2 separate regions of the Mus musculus genome follow, and region 1 is linked to region 2. The links are chromatin contacts, called in public Hi-C maps. All regions are on one chromosome and are shown on one strand. Each heading gives the region's core, a stretch centred on a gene start, on an enhancer-like site or on the middle of the called end of the contact. The rest is flanking DNA. Distances are from core to core; before and after follow the strand shown. Region 1 overlaps Gm35252 (a long non-coding RNA gene). Region 2 overlaps Nrp2 (neuropilin 2).

Region 1 (5,233 bases), core at 1,671-4,170, 130 kb after region 2:
AGGGTATTAAATGGAAGCGTGCTTTTGTGTGGAAGTCATTACTGTGAACACCTGTTCACTGTTGAGTTTAATTGGACTACAGCTGGTGCTGATTGTGTGTGAAGGGAGGGCTGCCCTCCTCCCACTGAGGCTCACACTGTCAGTGGTAACAGTGGGGAAGTCAGCGTTCCGACGTGAAGTTCAGCTCACGCGCAGTACAGTCAAGTAGTCTATGCCCTGCATGGTTAGTTGCCTCTGAGGGGCACCGTGGTAAAGGTAAACAGGAGAGAAGAAAATTTAAAAATTAAACAAACAAACAAAAAAAAAGGTGTCATGTTTTGCCCTGCTTTATTTGCTCAGCTCAGCTCTGTACAAAGAAATTCAGGGGAATATGGAGACAATGACAGACATACATGCATAATCACTTACAAAAAGAACAAAGGAATGGCAAGCTTGCCTAGAGTAATACTCCAGCAATCTTAACTCTTCTCCTATTTCCAGAGGTGATAAGAGTGGACCAGATGTAAGGAAAACAGCAATAGCATTGCTCGGCTAATGGTAGATTAATATTACATTCTTGATTGAAGCATAGGAAAAAAAGAATACGTCTGTAACCTTTAATAATGAGTGTTTTTAAAAAGCTCAAATTGTTGACTTAAAAAGAACAATGCTGACGTGCTTATTTCATTTAGATGTAATCCACATTACTTATTCATTTAATATCAAAGTGCGCTGAGACAATGGAACTCTGAATCCCCTTTACACAGGCTCTTGCTCTCCATGAATATTAATATAATTAGCTTCTAGAGTTATGAGGATGACCCAAGTGTCCCAGACATGGCAGTAACTCTGAAAAGCCACACCAGTGCTGCTGGCTCTTGGATTTTGACACTGACTTTTTCAACCGAGTATACAGAGAGCAAGAATGGGGGTGTGGCCCATTTTTGGTAGAGGAGACACACCTGCTCTTGAGGATAATGAGTCAGATAAATCATTTTTCCTAAGCACTGTGCCAACGCTGAGGATGTAGTCCAAAGATAGAGTGTATACCTACTATGCACACGGTCCTGGCCTTGATGCCCAGCATGATGGGGGGTGGGGAGGAGAAGACACTATCCCAAGACTCCATCATCTGCTGCTTTGGTATCTTCATGTTCTCATTGTCCATGGATATAAAAGTCACTTGACCATTTGTGTTTGCCAGTCCTGGAGCCCATGTTTTATGTACCTCTGTCCATTTCCCTAAAGCCAACAACAGGCTTGACATAAAAAAAATAATAATAATAAAATAAAACAAAAACAAAAATCACCCTTTCCTGGTTTGAGCTCAACAACTTCTCTACAGGGTAATACCCTTGGTCCTTGGAGAGGCAGCCATCCTGAACTGCACGTGGACCCCTCAGAGCTCCAATCCAGCTTGCTTGTGTCTAGCTGTGCGGTCTTGGGTGAAGTCATTCCACCCCTGTGGATAGAAGTAGATGAAAAAAAATTTGCAAAATGCTTTGTCAACTGCGAAGAGCCTTACAAATATAGAGACGCTCATGACTCAAGGGGCACATTTCAGTCAGACTGAAAACAGATTTTTCTGCGTGAGAAACTGTGTTGCTGTGAAAGGCGACAGTGGGAGCTCGAAGGGTGGGAAGCATTCGCCCTCGCCTCCATTCTCTTTTGATTCCTTATGATTAATGATTCTGTTTAAAACAGACACCAAATGTGGCTTTGCTGCTGATCAATAGATGTTCCTCCCAAATGGTTTCTATTTCGGTTCTCGGTCCTTAACCAAATCTTACCATTGTGTTCTCTGAGGAAACACATCTATACACACACACACACACACACACACACACACAGAGGCACACCCTCTGTTTTGCAGCACAGATGGCATGCAGTTTGAGTTCATATAAATGAGGTCAGAGGTACTTCCTCCAGTACTGGCATGGTCTTTGTAGAGCTAAGTTATTCCCCTCCCAGTATGCCCAGTAGGTGGAAAACATAATATGCCCTTGTTTCGATGGTAGAAGCAAATCCAAGCCCTTGGGAATTGCACTTTGGGAACTGAGGTCTAAGGACTCTATATCTGTGCTCATCCCAGGGCCACTTTGCTATTTGAAGACTGTGGCATGTACTGGGTCAGCTACTTTGGTCTTAAATGATCACACATAGAGTCAGGCTAGAAGAAGAAAGAAAAGAAAAAAAAAAAGATTGATGTTCATTTTCCTGAATTAAGAAAGGGAACCGTACATGCTGAACTTCCAAGCTGTACTGAGTGTGGCGACTTGGGCCTGGATGAGAAGTATTGCTATCCTGACTGCCTCCTTGAATCAACCCAAAATCTTGGCTTGCTGGGAGCCACACACGACGGGGCATTAGTGTCTCTGGGAGTGATGTAACAACACACTTGCCTTCTTTGGGTTTAATGTGCAAGGCTATGCCACACCTCTTCCCCCACCCCAAGAAAAAGTCCAAATACAGGATTAAAAGCAAAAAGCTGAGCCCAGGATACCACATAGTGGCAGCAATCTCCAGTGTGTGCATCTGGCCAATTGTAGAGCCTAGGGAAGAGATGCAGGATGTGCATGACTAAAGCCACGAGTCCCGGGTGATGCAGCATCTGAAGACACAAGATAAACACACCTTAGTCTGGACCGCTGGTTGTCACATGCCTGGCAGAATTCCTGGGGCTACTCATCTGACACTTGTGGTGGCTTGTATCAATTCTGTCCAGAAGCCACTGCTGGCAATTAGCCCTGCCCATCTGCTCTCCACATACTCAAGCCACTCCCACAAATCTGGACCAGTTCCCCTTCATGTGGGGCGGAACATCTAGACAGGTCCGTATCTATCTTGGTGAGCCTCTTGCTAAGCAGGCTTCCCCAGACAGTGCCATCCCTGTCTCCTGTAACAGCTCGTGAAGCCTGGTTGCATGGCAGGAAGAGACTGGGTGGGCGTGTGTGCCTCACACGCAGCTCCCTCCCTGAACAAAGCCACATGTTGCCATTCTCTAGGGCTGCTCGACTTCACTCAACTAATTTGGAACAGTGCTCTTGACACCAGAGTGAGTTTTTATCCTGCTCTGTGGCCCAGGCGCTCCGCCTACGGGAGCATCAGCAAAATCTGATCCACCCATTTGGTTGTTATCTGCAGCCTAGCCTGGACTTGGTGGGTTTGTCTGCATCCTAGAGATGGTACCATTCTCACAGGAGAGGCATTCTAGTGCCTGAGAAGAACCATCCAGACAGATCCCTATGTACCATCCTGACTCCTGCTGAGAGGAAGGGAAGTTGAAATAACCATTGCCTAATGGTGGTCTGATCATTCCAAAATTTTTACTAAAAATACATACTCCTGAGGATCTGGTGATTCCGATCCAGGAAAATGGAGTAAGTCCCTGGAATTTACATTTATACTAAGTGCCCTCCCCCGGGTGAGCCAGGAACCTTATTTGGAGAAACTACCTGGGGAGGCCGGCTGTGCCATAAGGCAAGGCTCAGGGCCCGTGTCTGGTGAGTCAGCTTTTCTCAGGTTGCCTGCTGACACTAAGTGTCCAGGAAACACCCTGTCTCAATAAATAAAACCCAGTGGTAACAAGAGAGATTCTCCAGTTTGCTGAGGGCACTGTTGGATGCATCTTTCTGGGAAAAAATCTAATAACTAGTGAAATGGAGCGACAGAGTTCAGACCTTTAGCACGGCAATTCCAATTAGGGAGAATATACACTATAATCATGATAGGGAAAAGTGCACTGTTTCATTAGAAAGGCACTTCAGATAAGAGAGAATTGGGGGTCCCACAGACAACATGAGATAGAAGGAGAGCTGGGGTACCTGGGATGAGCTCTCTCTGGGCACCGAAGTGTGTGTATAATCCAGGAGAACATAGCTGAACCCCATCGGCTCCCACAGAGCATGAGGATGCATGAGCTAAGACTGAGTTTGCACACGCAAGGCTTTGGGTGGTTAGTGGTTAACGTGCAGTTGGTTCTTTTTATGTGCAAAGCAGCTCACATTCATAGAAACTAAATAAAAACAAATGAGGCTGCTGCCGCGTGGCTGGCCTGGAGCTCCTGGTAAACATCTCAGGAAAATGATGGGGAGAGGCAGAAAGCTGGGCTAGGAGCAAAACCATCTGAGACAAGCATTAGCTTTGACAGACAGAGGAAATCACTCACAGATCCCCGGGTTTCTCCAGTTTCCTCCTTTATGCTCCCCTAGGCAGCTCTGGGGCAACCTTGGGGTTCTGTATCCCCAATCTCCCTTCCACTCTGGATGCCTTCCATCACCCAGGGTCTCCTTGGCCAAGGCCTCCTGAGCCCAAGGCAGCTGAACCAATGCAGAAACGGCCCTCCCCAGGAACACACTGAGCAGGGATGTGCTCTGCACATAAGAGTGTGCTCTGATATGCCCTGGCCAAGCCCTCTTTGTCTCTGTTGGTTCTCACTCTGCCCATTTTCCTTTTAGAAGCCCTAAAGGGCACTGCTCCAGGCATTTCTTCCTTGGGGGTCTGTGGACTTAACAGAGTGGCATCACTAGGGGCAAACTATCCATAAGCGGCCTTATAAATGACTCAAGGGCTGGCAAGAGCAGTGCGTGCAGAGGGTGAATCAGGAAGAGCGGAGAAAGTGGTTTCTAAAAGGCCATGCAGCCGTTTCCCTCCCCGCCAAACAGCATTAGCAGTAGCACATCTCCCCAAGCTCAGGAAAGGTGGCCAAAGCAACAGCATATTGAAGCACTATAGCTTTGGCGGCTGGTGCCTTCAAAAACAAAAACAAAATGTAGCAACGTCGCTAAGCCGGTGTCTGCTAACAGCTCTAAGATTGTCCACCTGGGAGACATGTACCAGGCTTGCTCTTTTAGAACGAGAAAAGCATTTAATACATTAGCATCGCCTTCCAGGTCTCACAAAGGATGCCCTTTGGCCATTCCTGGAGCCAGATAGTGAGGCGGTCCTCGGACATTAGAGATGGGGGTGGGACAGGTGGGGACTGGAGCAGCAACTAGGAAGACAAAGTCACACCCCTGGGCCAAAGTCCTCAACTTTAACCCTACCCCTGTAGGGCACATTCAGGAAATAGACTCTGGACCCTCTGTGATGCAGGGGATTGTCCAAAATGACAAAATGCAGCTCAGCTTTTGAATGTCCAATGCCAGAGAATGCTACTTTAAACTGCTCATAATTTATTCAAGCCTAGATCCTCACATGGATTTACAGGTAAATACCATGGCTGCATGGTTTTAGTAGTCAGAGTATTCTAAAA
Region 2 (5,155 bases), core at 794-3,293:
CCATAAGCTGGAATATTCTACAAGGTCTTCACTTTCAGAATACATCCAAGCTTGGTACCTTGTCTGAATGTCAGGACTTTCAAGAGCTGAAGCACTCCATGAACAAGGACCCAGAAAGGGAGCATTTAAAGAGAGTAGGGTTGTGTTTCCTGGGGAAGCACAGACTAAAGGTCTTAATTGATATTCTCTCTCTCTCTCTCTCCCTCTCCCTCTCCCTCCCCCCCCCCTCTGCATCTGTCTATCTCTATCTCTTTCTTTCCCTCTCCCTCTCCTTTTCCCTCCCCCTCTCCCTCTCTGTCACTCTCCTTTTCTCCCTCTCCCTCTTCTTTTCTTCTTTCCTCTCTTCTTCTCTCTCTCCCTGTCTCCCCCTTCCTCTCTTCTCCCCCCCCCATCTCTCCCTTCTCTGTTTGTATTTGAATGCACCACAGTGCACAACCCCTGGTGTCAGTCCTTCTATCTTGTCTGAGACAGTGTCTGTTTGTTCAGTGGAGTGTACCTCAGGCTATCTCAGAAACTTCCATTCTTTTTCCCACCTACTTGTAGGGGTACAGTACAGGTGGGTTTGTAGACCTGTGGTTTTACTTCCGTCCTGGGGTCATCAGGCTTGTGAGACAAACCTTTTATACACTTAGCCATCTCCCCAGCCCCCTGGACTCCTTAACGCCTTATGAGTAAAATGCTTCTAAGTCATAGAACGGAAATGAGCTGTGTCCCATCAGGGATAGATGGAGCACGTGTGTCCACACGACAGCAGGAAGGTGTTAAACTGAATGTGAGATGTTCTTGACAGCTGGGGATGTGTCCTGGAGAACACATTGCCAGTGTGGCCTGTGGAGCCCCTTTCTGAAGGGAAGGGTGGGTGGCATGGAGTCAGGATGTTTCCACATACTTCCTCTGGCCAGTGCTAGTAGTCACATGGGTTCCCACTCACGATCCAAGACACTATCTCATTTTATTTCATCCTCTGAAGATTGGCACAGAAGACCTGTGCCAATGGGAGGGGCACATGATGGACAGCTGGGAACTGGCTGGTTTCTAAGGGAAAGCATCTTATTTCAAAGAATGTCAATGTCAATACCACCACACCCCCAGGATGAATCCTGCTTCTTTTTGTATCTTGCACTGGGTTCCCAGGTTTATGGTGGTCTTTAGTCTATGGAAGGCAGTGTGTGGCATGGCATCAGTAGCTTGACTGAGCTCTTGCTATATCCCTGTTCCCATGCAAAGTGCTCTACAGGGCTTAGCCTTACAACCTCATGCAGTAATACCATTATTATACCCAGTATACAGATGGAAAGACTAAGGCTTTCCAAGACTTAGAGCCTCCAGCCAGGATTCCACCACAGGTGACAAGGAGCCAGCAAGTTTACTCAGTCCCATCTGTGTCCAGAGCCTACTTCCATCACTCGGTAGCAGTGGACCTGGAAGCATGACCTCATATCTCTGAGCTTCAGAGGGAAAATGGGCTTGATGCGGATGGGGGCACATAGCTAATTCCAGCACTGGAGAGCATCGGGCAGGACGATCATGAGTTCAGGGCCAACCTGAGCTACTTAGCAGGGTGGAAGGGGAAAGAGAGATAGAGACAGAGAGAGAGACAGAGAGGATGAGGGAAAGAGAAAGGTGATATTCCTGGGTGCACAGGGATGGGTACGAACCACAGCTAAGGGTAAAGCCGTGGTGTGGTGTCTGTCATCTGTATCTGCTCAGTTTGATCATCCTTATCCTCTGCTTTTTTGGTTCCCTTCCTTGTGCATTTCCAGGTCTGTTTTTCCTTCGCGGTTCCTGGTTCTAATCAGGCCTCTGTCATGACAGGCAGCGATGTTTTGCAGCTCTGGCATCTCTCTGACTGATGTCCCTGCTAATTCCTTAAATTTACATATCATCTTTCTTCCCTGGAGTTCATAGCACTTAACAGACAAGTGGGGCACAAATGATTTAACTGAGTGAAATCCAGAGGCCTGCTTGTCTGGAGACTCTGCAAACCCGTGGATTAGCTCAGATGTCAGCGCTGAATTATGATCCTTCAGCTGCTCGTGCTTAGCACGCCACCAGCATTAACTCGATTCCTGCCGCGGCCCTGTAAATCATGCATAGTGATTACCAGCCTACTGTGAGAGAAGGGAGGAGAGAAGAAAGGAGAAAGACGCAGGCTCTGGAGACTGCACCAGTTGTCTGGGGACCCTTTGGCCTGGTTGAATTCTAATGACAGGGTCGGGAGATAAGATAGACCCAGATGAAAATCCTTGCAGCCCGCCATCTCACACCCCAGACACATTTGGCTTTCCCGGTTGTAACCGTTCTGCTATGACTCCTTTGCTTAAGAATGCAAATTCACACAAGTGACAGAATTTCCGCCAAGCAATTCTCAGGCAGCAAGTGGGTCTTATTTGTGAAGCTGTGAAGGGAGAAAGCTGAATAAGAAACTTCTCGATTCTGCTTTCCTTTATAGATGGGGTGGAAAGGGTAAGGGCTTGGAAGTTCCAGGAGCGCAGGGGATCAGGGGGACCCTCACTGGTGTCTCAGTCTACTGGGAGCCTCCACAGGTGACCCCAATATTAGCTTACCTCATCTTTAAAAGGGGCCTGCTGGCTCAGGAAAACAGTCGGTGGCAAAGGGATTGTGTGAACTGAAGACTTGGCAGAGGCTAGCAGATTCTCTCTTCTCATTATATACCATTCCTTCTCATCTGTGTGTTTGCCATTCATTCATTTATTCATTCATGGGATAAGATTTCTCAGGGTAGTGTGATATGCACGGACTAAGGAGAGGAGAAAGATGCGATATTCAACCTTCTGTGTGCAAGACAATCTGTGATAGGCGATTGAAGATGGCTCACCGGGTAGAGGTGCTTGCCACCAAACTTGATCTGGGACCCACATGGTGGAAAGAAAAAACCCAACTTCTACAAACAATCCTCTGGCCTCCTCATGTGCATTGTGGCACACTCTTGTGCACAGCACGTGCACACATGTGAGCATACACACGCATGTTAAATAAATAAGTACTTTTTTAAAAATCTGAGATATAGGAAAGACACATGACCCTGTTAAGGGTGACAGGTAGTGGGTAGTCACTATGGAAAAGTCTAAACTCCTTTTAAAGGTAAGCAAGATCAGGAAGGAGGGGGTGACTATTGCCCGTGCCAGAATGGTTAGAAGTTGGCAGCAGAGCCAGGCTAGGTGGAAAAAAGGAAGAGCAAGGGGCTTCAGGGTCAGTGAGGCTGTGAGGCAGTAGGCTCAGGGGGGAGAGGGTTTGCCTCGGACAGGGAGGGGTTGCAAGGATTTGGGGCAAGATGCTTTTGGGCAACTCAAGAGTTTACTGTAGGAAGGTGTGGGATCCCTCATTTAAGTTTGGGGTCTCCCTACCTCTGAACCAGCATTTCCTCCTTGGACAAGACACTTAAACCTTTCTTGGTTTCTCCATCAAGTGCAAAGTAAAATTAGGAAGTCTTAGCTCACAGGTATAGACCAAGGACGAGGTGATATCTTGCGTACCAGTGTGCTTTGTAATCTGAAAGGCATTATGCAAATCTGAGTTGTAATTATTATCATTAATAGTGATAGCAGGAAGATCGGATGTGGAAACAGAAGGCTGGAAGATCACCCTATGTCTGGTGATGCTATCAGCATCCCCTCCTCGTCAGACCCCATCATTAAAGCTCTGTTCTCGAGGCAGCCTCCCCTTCCTTATCTCTGCCTTGAACAAGCTGCTGGTGGAGGCTCTGTGGTAGGCTTAGCCCCTCACCTAACAAGATAATGCCAACAGGTTTGATAGCAATGAATCTGAGATCCCCTCCCTGAGAGGGCATGGATCCAGGCTTCTGGAACCCTAGCTTGTTCCAGAAACGCCAGCAAACCCAAGGTACTCACCATTCCTACTGACTGAGAACCTCTACTTGTGGCTCAGACTAAAATAGCACCAAATTAACAAGACCCTGAAGTGTCTGGCCTGCTCACATTCTAAGTTGGTTACACAGTGAAAATATGTCCCTGACCCGCTTGCAGAGGAGTTTAGCAGACCATGACCCATGCTTCAGGGCCCAAGATCATGGGAATTCTTCCTCCTCTGAGCGTTTGCTCTCTATACACAGGCTGGAGTTCCCCATCTCCATACCTGTGCCTGTGAGGCAAAGGTGCTGCCAACCATAACAAGAGCTCAGCCTTCTGCATAAGTATCAGATGGATTTAAGCCCAGTCTGCCAAGAAGGCCATTCTTGAAACATTTGGACAGTGAACCCTTGACTTCCCAGAACACATACATTCTCTGCTGAAGACACAGCCTTTGTTAATGACAATGGCCATACCTTTCTAACCACTGGAGCTGTATGTGAATGGCTGCTTGAGAAAGTCAAGTCCAGGAACAAAGTGGGATGGCCAGCTACTCCATCCCTGATCTGCTTAGAGTTGACTTGAGTGTCTGCATGATAGTTACTGAGGCTTAGGCACCATCTAGCAACCCTGGCAGAGACAGAAGGTTTTTAATGTCTTCCATTTGGACAGTGCCCAGCCTGACAATACCTGACCAGAGTCACACTCCAATCTGGCAGCCACCTCATCCTATAATCTGTTCCCCTGTAATTCAGTTCAGGAGGCTGCACTGGCCCATTGGGTAAGCCAGAGATGAGTAAGACATGGGTCAGGCTGCTTCACTCTAGGGAGAAAAGACAAGTGTGTACACAGCCAGGATTTAAAACTGACCACCCCAGGGGGTGTATATGAAAGACATGGCACAGAGAGCCGAAGGGGAACCAGTGTGACTTAAGGATTGAAGAAAGGGCTTCAAGAAGAATGAGCATTTGACTCAAGAGTCTGAAAGGGCCTAAGAAAAGAGCACAGTAGACCCAGCATAGTGGCACACACCTGTGGTCATAGCACTGAAGAGGCAGAATCGAGAAGGTTGTAAGTTCAAGGCCAGCCTGATCTACATAGCAAGCTCCAACATATTTCAAAACACTGAAAACAGCCCAACTCCTGTCCATCTTTCTGATGGAGAGGCCACAGTTACAAAGTGGGGTATTTCCCAAGCATTTACCATCCACGTTTGGATCTTCTTCCCCAGATGACAAGAACTTCTTGAAACTGCAGAGTGATGGCCGACGAGAGGGCCAGTACGGGCGGCTCATCAGCCCACCGGTGCACCTGCCCCGAAGCCC

What was found. A called contact is a pair of places that touch in the nucleus more often than the background predicts.
Region 1: a Hi-C map of the N1E-115 cell line shows a contact between it and region 2, with 3 times the contacts expected there. The contact joins two enhancer-like sites. A contact is called at or near these places in 1 of 39 promoter capture datasets (hippocampal neurons), 5 of 484 Hi-C or Micro-C datasets (the G1E-ER4 cell line, the N1E-115 cell line, forebrain and 2 more), 4 of 115 datasets of contacts at active chromatin or transcription factors (embryonic basal ganglia, embryonic stem cells and neural progenitor cells) and 1 of 9 other capture datasets (embryonic stem cells).

The regions. Positions count from the first base shown.
Region 1 is chr1:62,905,866-62,911,098 of GRCm38.p6, forward strand. It overlaps Gm35252 (a long non-coding RNA gene), which reads right to left. Exons shown (of 4, transcript XR_865480.1): 4 at 311-1,441. Among named protein-coding and RNA genes, the nearest start is that of Gm35252, 48 kb to the right of the region's middle. Within about 2 kb of position 2,921, at least 29 of the 459 cell types and tissues checked have an H3K27ac peak or open chromatin away from gene starts, as enhancers often do. A contact at or near this core is called in the N1E-115 cell line, where this site is marked.
Region 2 is chr1:62,778,233-62,783,387 of GRCm38.p6, forward strand. It overlaps Nrp2 (neuropilin 2), which reads left to right. Exons shown (of 17, transcript NM_001077404.1): 13 at 5,062-5,155. Among named protein-coding and RNA genes, the nearest start is that of 4930487H11Rik, 14 kb to the right of the region's middle. Within about 2 kb of position 2,044, at least 18 of the 459 cell types and tissues checked have an H3K27ac peak or open chromatin away from gene starts, as enhancers often do. A contact at or near this core is called in the N1E-115 cell line, where this site is marked.